Regions from separate parts of the Macaca mulatta genome. Here region 1 is linked to region 2. A link is a contact called in public Hi-C data. All regions are on one chromosome and are shown on one strand. Each heading gives the region's core, a stretch centred on a gene start, on an enhancer-like site or on the middle of the called end of the contact. The rest is flanking DNA. Distances are from core to core; before and after follow the strand shown.

What was found. Hi-C and Micro-C count contacts between places; a contact is called where the count stands out from the background.
Region 1: a Hi-C map of blood shows a contact between it and region 2, with 7 times the contacts expected there. The contact joins two enhancer-like sites. A contact is called at or near these places in 6 of 14 Hi-C or Micro-C datasets (CD4 T cells, blood, cortical neurons and 3 more).

The regions. Positions count from the first base shown.
Region 1 is chr9:31,877,610-31,884,314 of T2T-MMU8v2.0, forward strand. No RefSeq gene overlaps it. Among named protein-coding and RNA genes, the nearest start is that of MAP3K8, 100 kb to the left of the region's middle. Within about 2 kb of position 1,877, at least 16 of the 40 cell types and tissues checked have an H3K27ac peak or open chromatin away from gene starts, as enhancers often do. A contact at or near this core is called in CD4 T cells and blood, where this site is marked.
Region 2 is chr9:31,760,454-31,766,850 of T2T-MMU8v2.0, forward strand. No RefSeq gene overlaps it. Among named protein-coding and RNA genes, the nearest start is that of MAP3K8, 15 kb to the right of the region's middle. Within about 2 kb of position 3,203, at least 6 of the 40 cell types and tissues checked have an H3K27ac peak or open chromatin away from gene starts, as enhancers often do. A contact at or near this core is called in CD4 T cells and blood, where this site is marked.

The DNA of each region.
Region 1 (6,705 bases), core at 627-3,126, 120 kb after region 2:
CCACTGCAACCAGCCAGTGAGGTAGACTTTTTTCTCACTTCACCATTTCCTGGGTCTGGGCTGTGTGTGTGGGTGTGTGTGTGCGCTTGTGTGTGTGTGTGATGGGGGGTGTTCATTGATTTGACTTCTGTTCAAATGGTGCTCAAGGCTTATCTCCTGTGTCCATAAACAAGGCTGTTCAAACAGGTTAGGCCACCTGGGGTTGGAAGATATTTTAAAGTATTTTAGGCATGTTCAAGACATTATGCGGGGCCCTTGACAGCCATCAGATGTGCAGAAACTTATGTAAAAATACATCAAGTGAGACTTCACAGGATACAAAGATTTCTGAAACCACCTGGGGTTGGAAGGCATTTTAGGGTCAACCCCAGCGTCATTGCAGGCTGGCCCCCTGAGCTGGTATTTCTGCTTCGTTGCATGTGGGCTTCCTACAAGCTTATCCATTCATTTCAAAATATTGAACTTTTTATTTTTTTCTAAAATTTTAAAGCTTTATAACAGAGTTTCAGGATTTCTAGTCTGCCATTTTCCTAGAAGCAGAACTCTCACTTGACTTTATAATATACTCTGGAGTCTTGCATCGTGCCTTTTGCAATGGGGGCCCTCACAGTGTGCTGGATGAATGTGTGATGGCTGCTTTCACATGTGAATTCCATCTCTCTGATTAAACACTCTCTTGCATTTCTTTTATGTCTGCCCTAGCGTTTAGCTTGGTGCTATGCCCTTGTTAGGGGTTCATTACAGCACTTGTTGAATGAATATACAGGTCCTTCTTGTCTTGTCTCTCTAGGGAGGGAAGTTTTATAATTGTTCTTGGAAGCCTGTTTTATATATTAGTCATCCTTACATTTAAAAGTGCCTGTGTGGTGGCTCACACCTGTAATCTCAGCCCTTTGGGGGGCTGAGGTGAGAAGGTCACTTGAGTCCAGTAGTTTGAGACGAGCCCGGATAACAAAGCAAAACCAAAATAAAATAATAATAATAATTAACTATCATTATTTTACAATATTTCTTATTATTAGCCAGGCTTGGTGGTGCACACCTGTAGTCCCAGCTACTCAGGAGGCTGAGGCAGGAGGAACACTTGAGCCCAGGAAATCAAGGCTAATCATGCCACTGCACTTCAGCCTGGGCAATAGAGTGAGACACTGTCTTTAAAAAAAAATAAAATTTTAGGCTGGGCGCGGTGGCTCACAACTGTAATCCCAGCACTTTGGGAGGCCAAGGTGGATGGATCACGAAGTCGGGAGATCAAGGCCATCCTGGCTAACACGGTGAAACCCCGTCTCTACTAAAAATACAAAAAATTAGCTGAGTGTGGTGGCAGGTGCCTGTAGTCCCAGCTACTCGGGAAGCTGAGGCAGGAGAATTGCTTGAACCCGGGAGGCGGAGCTTGCAGTGAGCCGAGATAGCGCCACTGCACTCCAGCCTGGGCAACAGAGCGAGACTCCATCTCAAATAAATAAATAAATAAATAAATAAATAGTTTTAAAACATTAAAAAATAGTAATAAATAAAAAACACCCATGCAGTCTAATCAATGCCTCTTCTCCAAATGTTAACCTATTTCTCTCCCTTTTGCCCTTTGTGAATATGGAGAACAGTTGGTTGACAATTTTCTCATTTAACAACAATTATGTTTTTAGATACTTAAATGATGTTAAGGCAGCTCTTTAAAACATCACTTTACCGAAGCAACCTCATTCTTCCAGTGGTGGAGAATATACTTCTGTATATTTCTGGGTGAAGTTGGGTGTGGAATAACCAAAGCTTTATTTCAGAAGTTCTCTGTCACTGAACGTGTCCTGATAGAAATAAAGCACTTAATGAGGTCTTGGACAGGTGCTGCCCGCCCAGCATTATTGCTGAAATTCTCCCTGTGCGTCACTGGCTCCTGGGCGTGAAGTTTCAGGTAACTCGGGCAAAGCACACATGCTGCTGTGGCTCTGTGGTCAGCCCATGACGAGAGCCTCGTCCATGTTCCGTGAAATCTGTGAGTGCTGCCCGAGTCGAGCTACCGTTGCTCACCACTGCCACTTCCTGCCGTCCTACCCAGGGCCGCTGCTCTCCAAGGCTGCCAGTGACTGGGTGCACCCAGTCTGAGTCCTCCACCCAAAGAAAATAAGGAACCTGGCCAGACAGAGGCCAAAGGAAGAGTCTGCTCCTCATGTTCCTTCTTGCTGTGGTTTTGCCCTTGCCACTTATTTCGTAGTCATTCATTGGTGAGTATTTGAGCAACGTTCAGACCATGACTGGGGGCCCTTCACAGTGATCGGATGTGCAGAAACTTAGGTAAAAGCTCACTCAACAGCGAGCGGAACTTCACTGGATTAAAAAAAAAAAAATTGTCCATTTCCTTTTTTTTTAACTTTTATTTTCAGTTCAGGGGTACATGTGCAGGTTTGTTATACAGGTAAACTTGTGTCATGGGGTTGCTGTACAGATGATTTCATCACCCAGGTATTAAGCCTAGTACCCATTAGCTATGTCTCCTGATCCTCTCCCTCCTCCCACATTCCACCCTCTGATAGGCCCCAGTGTGTGTTGTTCCCCTCTATGTGCCCACATGTTTTCATCATTTAGCTCCCACTTATAAGTGAGAACATGCGGTATTTAGTTTTCTCGTCCTGTGTTAGTTTGCTAAGGATAATGGCCTCCAGCTCCATCCATGTCCCTGCAAAGGACATGAGCTCATTCTTTTTTATGGCTGCATAGTAGTCCGTGGTATGCATGTACCACATTTTCTTTATCCAGTCTACCATTGATAGGCATTTAGTAGATTCCATGTCTTTGATATTGTGAATAGTGCTGCAATCATATGAAAAAAGCTTCATATCACTGATCATTAGAGAAATGCAAATCAAAACCACAATGAGATACCATCTCACACCAGAGTGGCTATTATTAAAAAGTCAAAAAATAACAGATGCTGGTGAGGTTGCAGAGAAAAAGGAACGTTTTTACACTGCTGGCGAGAGTGCAAATTAATTCAGTCATTGTGGAAGACAGTGTGGCAATTCCTCAAGGACCTAAAAACAGAAATATCATTTGACTCAGCAATCCCATTACTGGATATATACCCAAAGGAATGTAAATTGTTCTATTATAAAGACACATGCACACATATTGGCTGGGCGTGATGGCTCACACCTGTAATCCCACACTTTGGGAGGCTGAGGCAGGTAAATCACTTGAGGTCAGGAATTCGAGACCAGACTGACCAACATGGCTAAACCCCATTTCTACTAAAAATACAAAAATTAGCCAGGCATGGTGGCGCATGCCTGTAATCTCAGCTACTCAGGAGGCTGAGGTGGGAGGATTGCTTAAACCCAGGAATCAGAGGTTGCAGTGAGCCGAGATCATGCCACTGCACTCCAGCCTGGGCCACAGAGTAAGACTCTGTCTCAAGAAAAAAAAAAGACACAGCATACCTATGGTCCAATTACTTTTGCCTGTTCCATGAGATAACCAATTGGTCCACTAGCAAGAATGAAACTAGTTCTTCTCAAGTGCTCAGCTTTGTGCTTGGAAAATGAGAAGAGACACAGATCCTGCCTCCCTGAGAACACCTCTTGACAAACAGATTTCTGAAAAGGAATTCACTCACTTATTCAACAGAGATGTTTACATGCCAGACGCTATTGTAGGCATTTGAGATATAGCAGTGATCAAAACAGACATCGATCCCTGCCCTGGTGAACATTCGTCCCAGTTGTGCACAAATACATTTTTATTAGTGGAAGGATGTTTTTTAACTCCCCGGGGGTGACTGTTACTTAAGGAAACCTGACTGTGGAGTCTTCTCTTCTTCTTTCTTTGAGACAGAGTCTCGCTCTTTTGCCCAGGCTGGAGTGCAGTGGTGCAATCACGGCTCACTGTAGCCTCCGCCTCCTGGGTTCAAGTGATTCTCCTGCTTCAGCCTTCCAAGTAGCTTGGATTACAGGCATGTGCCACCACACCTGGCTAATTTTTGTATTTTTAGTAGAAACAGGGTTTCACCATGTTGGCCAGCCTGGTCTTGAACTCCTGGCCTCAAGTGATCCACCTGCCTCGGCCTCCCAAAGTGCTGGGATTACAGGCTGAGCCCCCGCGCCCGGCCAGATTCTTGTCTTCTTTTAAGAAAAGACCCTCTCAGGGCCGGGCGCGGTGGCTCAAGCCTGTAATCCCAGCACTTTGGGAGGCCGAGACGGGCGGATCACGAGGTCAGGAGATCGAGACCATCCTGGCTAACACAGTGAAACCCCGTCTCTACTAAAAAATACAAAAAACTAGCCGGGCGAGGTGGCTGGCGCCTGTAGTCCCAGCTACTCGGGAGGCTGAGGCAGGAGAATGGCCTAGACCCGGGAGGCGGAGCTTGCAGTGAGCTGAGATCCGGCCACTGCACTCCAGCCTGGGCGACAGAGCGAGACTCCGTCTCCAAAAAAAAAAAAAAAGAAAGAAAAGACCCTCTCTGTGCCCATGCCAGAGGTCCCCTGGTGGTGGGAGGCAGTAAGTGTTGCTGGGCAGTGGCTGTGGAAGACCAGGTGACCAACAGCTAGGAGGCAAGGAGGCAGCAGGGTGCAGCACTGAGGCTCCAATCCCGGTGTATGTTCCATTATCTCGCTGGACTTCGCTTACAAAACACAAATTCAAGGTCGGGCCTGGTGGCTTGCGCCTGTAGTCCCATCCACTTAGGAGGCTGAGGCTGAAGGATCACTTGTGCCCAGGAGGTGCAGGATGCAGTGAGCCATGATTGCAGCACTGTTCTCCAGCCTGAGTGACAGACCATGACCTTGGCTTCAAAACAAACCAACAAACAAAACATAAAGTCAAAGATCAAATTAGTAAGATTTTAAATGAATAATTAATTAAACCCCAAGTGCTAGGGGAATGTGAAAACTTCCAAATGCTGGGACTTTCTGAACATGTGGGGCCCTGAGTGACTATCCTGGTCACATACCCTTGAAGTCGGCGCTGCCCAGAGCTGTTAACTGGTATGTTCTATAGGGATGGTATCTCTCTTCCCACCTAGAAGCTATGCTGGGAAGAGTGAGAGGAAGTATTCTGAAAAGTGCAAGGTCTTCTATTGAGGTAAGACACTTTATTGCTTTGTTTTGTGTTGTTTTGTTTGAGGCAGAGTCTCGCTCTATCACCCAGGCTGTTGTGCAGTGGCTTGATCTTGGCTCACTGCAACCTCTGCCTCCCGGGTTCTAGCGATTCTCCTGCCTCAGCCTCCTGAGTAGCTGAGACTATAGGCGTGTGCCACCACACTCAACTAATTTTTGTATTTTTAGTAGAGATGGGGTTTCACCATGTCAGCCAGGCTGGTCTTGAACTCCTGACTTCAGGTAATCTGCCTGCCTCGGCCTCCCAAAGTACTGGGATTATAGGCGTGAGTCACTGTGCCTGGCCCACTCTATTGTGTAAGTCTGAGTTTTTTTACATCTGGTATCAAGTTGGTTTACCAGAAATCACATGCATGTGTTTAGTGTTCTGTACCCCACAGTGTAGAGTCAATTTCCCAATTCTATGGGAACAGATGATCTTAGAGGCCATAACACGTTGTTTTATAAATGAGCCACATAGCGGACTGCAGAAGAGCTCCAGGATCACCTTGGCCCACTAGTCTCTGTGATTCTCTTAGTATTACAGGGAAACTCCCTGAAGAGTTTTAGAACATTTTCTTGGAAGTTTGTTGGTCTTGGTGGGTAGGGGCGAGGTGGCAGTGGTTTAATGTAGTGTTACTTAAATCTGGATTGAATCCAGAGCTACTGCTTCCTAGCTGGGTGGCCTTTTGCAAGTTGCATGAATAAGCCTCTCTTCATTTACAATAAAACGAGTGTGATGTTAATGGTACCTTCTTTAAAGTTTTCTTGTACAAAGCAACAGAGGATTCTTCACATTGTCAGCTATGCAGTAGGTGCTCAGTAAGCATTAGCTGTTACTATTTTTAGCTTGCAGAGGTGCACGCAAAAGACTTTCAGAGTAAAAGATAGTTTTGTGCTGGTCGCTTATTTGATGAGTATTATTCCCACCGCCCAAAGTCAACAAGAGGCCAAGTCTAGTTGGCTGCTAGAGACTCAAGTCTTTGGATTTATCCCATGCACTTGAAATTGTCCATTCCAAGGTGTATGTGGAGGGACAGGAGAAAAAAACCAAACAAACCAGAAACAATAACCCAAGCATCATAACTCAATTGAAATCTTCACTTTTTCTGTTGTCACAGAAAAGCACGGAAGCGACATTGCATATGTTACAGATCTCCAGCACCGTATGCTGTTACTCTGAGCTGGATTTTTTACTCTTTTGTTTGCATAGATTATTCTGCTCTTAATCTTCAAAATCTGCACACGAAAGTGGACTGCATATACTTTTTTTTTTTTTTTTAGATGGAGTCTCATTCTGTCACCCAGGTTGGTGTGTGCAGTGGCAAGATAACGGCTCGTGGCAACTTCGGTTCCAGCGATTCTCCTGCCTCAGCCTCCTAAGTAGCTGAGATTACAGGCATGGGTCACCACGAATGGCTAATTTTTGTATTTATAGTAGAGGCAGGATTACACCATGTTGGCTAGGCTGATCTCAAATGCCTGACCTCAGTGATCCACCTGCCTCGGGCTCCCAAATTGCTGGGATTACAGGTATGAGCCACCTCACCTGACCTGCATAAAAATTTGATAATCGTGGTTTAGGGGGAGCTGCTTCTTGGATAGATCATAGGCCAAG
Region 2 (6,397 bases), core at 1,953-4,452:
TTGTATTTTTAGTAGAGACGGGGTTTCACCATATTAGCCAGGATGGTCTCGATCTCCTGACCTCGTGATCCGCCCGTCTCGGCCTCCCAAAGTGCTGGGATTACAGGCTTGAGCCACCGCGCCCGGCCCCAAATAAGTTTTCTTTCTGTTTTTGGGAGACTATAGTTTCTAAAGTTGGTCCAGGGAACTGACTCGTGAGTCAGAAGTATTCGGTGAGCTTACTAAAATATAGATTTCTGGGCTGCACCCTTAAAATTACTTCATCAGAATATCTAGAAGTGAGATTCAGGAATCTGTATTTTTTTTTTAAACAATGTTTAGCATTTATAAATGGTTTTAGCTAAAGCATGAGAACCATTACTGAAGACCATCACTACATGTGTGCCCACAATTCATGGAATTCTAGATTTACTTTTTAATTTACTTTTCTTTCTGTTTTTGAAACAGAGTTTCACTCTGTCACCCAGGCTGGAGTGCGGTGGTGAACACAGCTCACTGCAGCTTTGAACTCCTGGGTTCAAGGGATCCTCCCCTGTCAGCCTCCCAAGTAGCGAGCCTCTATGCCTGGCTAATTTTTGTAGTTTATGTAGAGACAGATTGTCTCCATGTTTCCCAGGCTGGTATCAAACTCTAGAGCTCAAGAGATCTTCCAGTCTTAGCTTTCCAAAGTGCTAGGATTATAGGCATGATCCACCACGCCCACTCTTTGTATTTAATTTTCTGATAAGGATGTGGTTTTCTTTTTTCATTTTATTTCATGTATTATTTTATTTTTATAGAGACAAGGTCTACCTATGTTGCCCAGGCTGGTCTCAAACTCCTGGGCTCAAGGGACCCTTCTGCCTCAGCCTCCCAACGTGCTAAAATTACAAGTATGAGCCACAACACATAGCCCAGTGTTTTACCACATGAAAAACATCTCATCAAATCCAGTTATTGCTAGAGTTAAGCACTTTTCTCCATGCAGACCAAGCAAATGTTTTTTTTCTATGTTTGCTTCATATTAATTTTTGACTTAGACTACAGAGAGTTTTGTTAATTTACTTACATGTGATTTTCAACTGTGATCCCCTCTTTAATAATGAGTTCTATGAACTTAGACCGCAATAATTCCATGAGTTCAGATGCACAGTCACCTGTACAAGTACAGCATTACTCATTTCTATTCTTTGTTTTTTTGTTTTATTTTGTTTTGTTTTTTTGAGATGGGGTCTGGCTCTGTTGCCCAGGCTGGAGTGCAGGGCAGTCTGGAACTCCCAGGCTTAAGCGATCCCCTCATCTCAGCCTCCAGAGTAGTTGGCACTACAGGTGGGCGCCACCGTGCCCAGCTAATTTTATTTATTTATTTATTTATTTATTTATTTATTTATTTTTGTAGATACAGCATCTCCCTATGTTGCCCAGGCTGGTCTTGAACTCCTGGGCTCAAGCAATCCTCCCCTCTTGGCCTCTCAAAGTGCTGGGACTACAGGAGTGAGCCACCGCGCCTGGCCCACAATTCCTGCCACATTTGATACTAACTCATGTCTTCTTTTCTTCAAAATAAGAAAGGAAGAAAGAAAGTGTCATTGGAAGAGACAATAGAGGAGAGAGATTGCTGTCCCATGTTTCTTTCCTCTGCAGGCTGTTGTACCATGTCAGAGCCATCTGTCCCTGGCTCCCTTAGGAAGTGTTACTGCTGCCAGATTGTCTTGTGGGCAGAAGTGCCTGTACCTGCCAGTGGTTGCAAGGCAGAGGAAACGGCCTCTAGTTGGATGGGGACCAGCATCTGGGAAATACTCTGACTCCACTCCTGGGGATAGAACCCATGTTTTCTTCCTGGGTCAAGAGACTTCTCCTTGGTCTATGGCAATCCAGCTGGGTTAGGAAAAGAAAAGCCCGCCTGGGCAGCTGCATAGCTATAAGGCTCAGGACATTCAATACTAGGCTTGCTCTTCTTTGTCCCAGTGTATTAAAAAACAAACACTCCGTGTAATTCCCTGAGACACAAAAACAGGCCTTTAAACTGACCTTTCTTTTTTTTTTTTTTTTTTTTGAGACGAGTCTCGCTCTGCCGCCCAGGCTGGAGTGCAGTGGCCGGATCTCAGCTCACTGCAAGCTCCGCCTCCCGGGTTCACGCCATTCTCCTGCCTCAGCGTCCCGAGTAGTTGGGACTACAGGCGCCCGCCACCGCGCCCGGCTAGTTTTTTGTACAGTGGCTCACACCTGTAATCCCAGCACTTTGGGAGGCCGAGGCAGGCAGATACTAGAGGTCAGGAGTCCAAGACCAACCTGTTCAACGTGGTGAAACCCCATCTCTACTAAAAAAAAAAAAAAAATAGTGGGGCGTGGTGGCGGGTGCCTGTAATCCCAGCCACTTGGGAGCCTGAAGCAGGAGAATTGCTTGAACCCAGGAGGTACAGGTTGCAGTGAGCTGAGATCATGTCACTGCACTCCAGCCTGGGTGACAGAGCTAAACTCCATCTCAAAAAAAAAAAAAAAAAGAAAAAGGAAAGGAAAGGAAAGGAAGGAAGAAAGAAGGAAAGAAACTGTTGCCCAGGGAGGTGACTCACACCTGTAATCCCAGCACTTTGGGAGACCAAGGCTGGCAGATCACCTGAGGTAGGGAGTTTGAGATCAGCCTGACCAATATGGTGAAACCCTGTCTCTACTAAAAATACAAGAATTAGCCAGGCTGTGGTGCACACACCGGTAATTCCAGCTACTCAGGAGGCTGAGGTGGGAGAATCGCTTGAACCCTGGAGCCAGAGGTTGCAGTGACCCGAGGTCATGCCACTACACTCCAGCCTCGGTGACAGAGGGAGACCCTGTCTCAAAACAAAAAAAAAAAGAGCCTGTTAAGATCTCCCTAAAGTCTCTGCAAACTCTGTCAAACATTCAATTGTTCCTTAGTTGGGTATTTTCTTAAAATTTTCCTGTTTCTTATCAATGCTAGATATTTTTCCAAGAACTCAAGGGAGATTTGCAGTGGGATAATCCAGTTCACATGGTAAAAGTGAAACCACTACCACATAGCTTGTGATGCAATAAAGTAAGTGAAATAAAAGAGGCACAAAAGGAAACCGGAAGTTTCCATATCTTAAAAAGAAAAACCACAGTGATAAGGCTTCAACCTGCTGAGTCGGTTACCCAGGTTTCTCCAGGAACTGGAGAAACCTCCATGTGGGGTTTCTGCTACTAACAGAGCGCTATTGAGTTGAAAGAAAAATCCAACCACCACCCAGCGCTACTCTATTTCTCCAGCATCAAGGAGGTTAATTTTTTTCACTCTGTTTATGCCTTTTATTTTTTTCCCATAATCAAGGAAAGTAAAGCTCAAAGGGATTAAATAGCTTTTCTAAATCAACAGCTAGTATCAGGCCAAAAAAGAAAAAAATTGGCATCTGGATGTTATATAACACTAAAGCTCATGTTTTTTTCTTTTACCTCAGACTTTCCACCAGGGACTAAAACAGGTTCAAATACTGTGTAATTGATTATATTTGATTATGGCGTATTTATGGGGACTATGTAAAGCAACATTTCTTTACAATATTCTTTTCTTTTCCTTTTTTCTTGAGACCAAGTCTTGCTCTGTTGCCCAGGCTGAAATGCAGTGGCAAGATCTATCCATATCAATTAATAAGAAAATTGAAACATGGACTTAAGTGACAAATGTTTATTCACCCACAGTGACTTTTGACTTATACCAGGTTGCTATAATCTAGAGCATTATGTTTATGTGAGTGTCACAGTCTCAGAAATATTCTCCCTGACCTAAGTAAGTTCTAGTCCAAAAGTATGTCTCCCCATCCCGTTCACTTCCTTCACTTTGTTCATTTCCTTCTTGAAACGTGTCATAAATTGTGCACTTATGTGTGTTTATTTATTTGTCCAGTGTCTCTCTCTTTCTCTCCCTGACTAAACTCTAGACTCCACAAAGGCCATCGAGTTTTGTGCACTGCTGCTCCCCAGCACCTGTAACTGTGGCTGGCATATGCTACACACTCAAGTATTTGTTGAATGAACGGATGAAGTAGCAGAATTCTCTTTTAAATGATGTAGTGGTTATTCTTTTCTTCTCACTTGCAAAGCTGATTTTAGAAGCAGATACCAGAGATAAACGTTATAAAATCTTAATATCTGTGCTTTACAAAATCAGAACTATGTTCACTAAAATGTTGACGGCAATTATCGTTGATCTGAGTGTCGGGATTGGTGGGTAAATTTCATTATCCCTATTTTCTAGCAAGTCTTTAGTAAACAGGAATTGTTTTGAAATCAGATTTAAGCTTTTAAAAAGTATAAACTCTTGGTACGCTCTCTAATTTGCTGTTCTTCTGAGAGCAGTTAGAGCTCTAATCTGTGCATCAGGATGGGGAGCATCTGAAGTTTCCTCAAATGTAACTAACTAGAGCAGAGAAGATACATGTCAATATTCCAGTACCTCCTTCTGCCAGGAGGTCTCTGCACCCAGCCTTTGCTCTGTGAATCTTGGATCTGACGGATAAAACTGGGGGATCCGACTGGGCAGCAGTTTACTCAGCTAGAACCACTTATGGTGGTGGGTTTCAAGCAAACAAGGATGTGGGAGGCAACCTGGTGTCAACTCAGGGCTGCATGCAGAAGTGAGGAGGGCTGGCCAGTGGCTTCATGGGTGACAGCAGCCCATGAGTAATGTGGGCTGTATCTCCAGTACCTATAGCAATCCCTGGAGTCCACCGATATGCGTAAGTGTCTCTTGAATGAGTGGGTGACTCAGCACCTGCTAAGTCCAAGAATATAATAATCCAATGGCTATATAATTTTGAAGGCAATATATTTGAGTTAGAATTTTGGCCATGTGTATTATCTGAGTGATCTTGGACAAGTTACTAATCTCCAAATTTCAGATTCCTCAAATACAAAACAAGCCTTGTAACAGCAACTTTCAGGGTCACTGCATCAGGGATATTAACTGAGTAAATAAGTATGCTTTTCAAAAGCATTTTAGTACAGTATAAATACATGCAATACACGATTTCACTTTTCTCCTATGGTCAGAGCTATAGGTTAAGAGGTTTTGATATTATGAAAAGTAAAATGAAAACGAGATAACTTTTCTTTTTTCTGTTATATAATAAAGAAACCAAAGCTCTCCGAGTTTAAGTGACTTGCCTAAGGTCACATGGACAGAAAATGGGGAAGCAGAGATTTGAATTTAAAAAGTGTTCTTTTCACTTGGTGAGTATTTCCCAGGAACATTCCCCTCTTGCTTTCTGAAGTTCAGATTTGAGGGGCCTAAGCCTACCCCTACTGAATGAGAATTTCCTAGGTGATACTTATGAGGCAAATGGGAATCACTGATCCTAAAACCAAGCCATCATCAGCATGGAGTTAAGATTCTGAGTGAATGCGTCCCCTTCACTGCCCCCCGTGACAGGCTGGCCATGCCCATGAAGGGCTATCATAAGGCGACAGCCTGCCCCTCAGGACAGGTGACAGATAATCTCCTCTTCCCTTGATTATGTTGTTGGAATAAGGATGGAGCTACAGTAACGCCTCGACTAACGAATTGAGGCCACAGTCACCATTTATTGCCTGTGATTTTGCTACTCAGATAGAAGTAAGATAGACAGATGTGGTATTATACATTAGAAAAGGGCTAGGCGGCTGGGCACGGTGGCTCACGCCTGTAATCCCAGCACTTCTGGAGGACAAGGCGGGTGGATCACCTGAGGTCAGGAATAGGAGACCAGCCTGGCCAACATGGTGAAACTCCGTCCCTACTGAAAATACAAAAATTAACCAGGCGAGGTGGCTCATGCCTATAATCCCAGCACTTTGTGAGGCCGAGGTGGGTGGATCACGAGGTCAGGAGTTCGAGATCAGCCTGGCCAACATGGTGAAACCCCATCTCTACTAGAAAAAAAAAAATACAAAAATTAGCAGGGCATGGCAGCGGGAGCCTGTAATCCCAGCTACTTGGGATGCTGAGGCAGGAGAATTGCTTGAACCCAGGAGGCAGAGGTTGCAGCGAGCCAAGATTGTGCCACTACACTCCAGCCTGGGTGACAGAGCAAGACTCTGTCTCAAAAAATAAAATAAAATAAAATAAAATAAATAAACAAACATTAGCTGGATGTGGTGGCGGGCTCCTGTAATTCCAGCTACTTGGGAGGCTGAGGCAGGAGAATTGCTTGAACCCAGAAGGCGGAGGTTGCTGTGAGCCGAGATCATGCCTTTTCTTCTGTCTAAAAAAAAAAGCCACATTTTGGGAGACAGGAGGATCACTTGAGGCCAGGAATTTGAGACAAGACTGGGCAATGGAGTGAGATCCTCTTCTCTAAAAAAACAACTGTAAAAAAAAAAAAAAAAACAAACATTAGCGGGGCATGGTGGTACATGCCAGTAGTCCTAGCTGTTCAGGAGGTTGAAG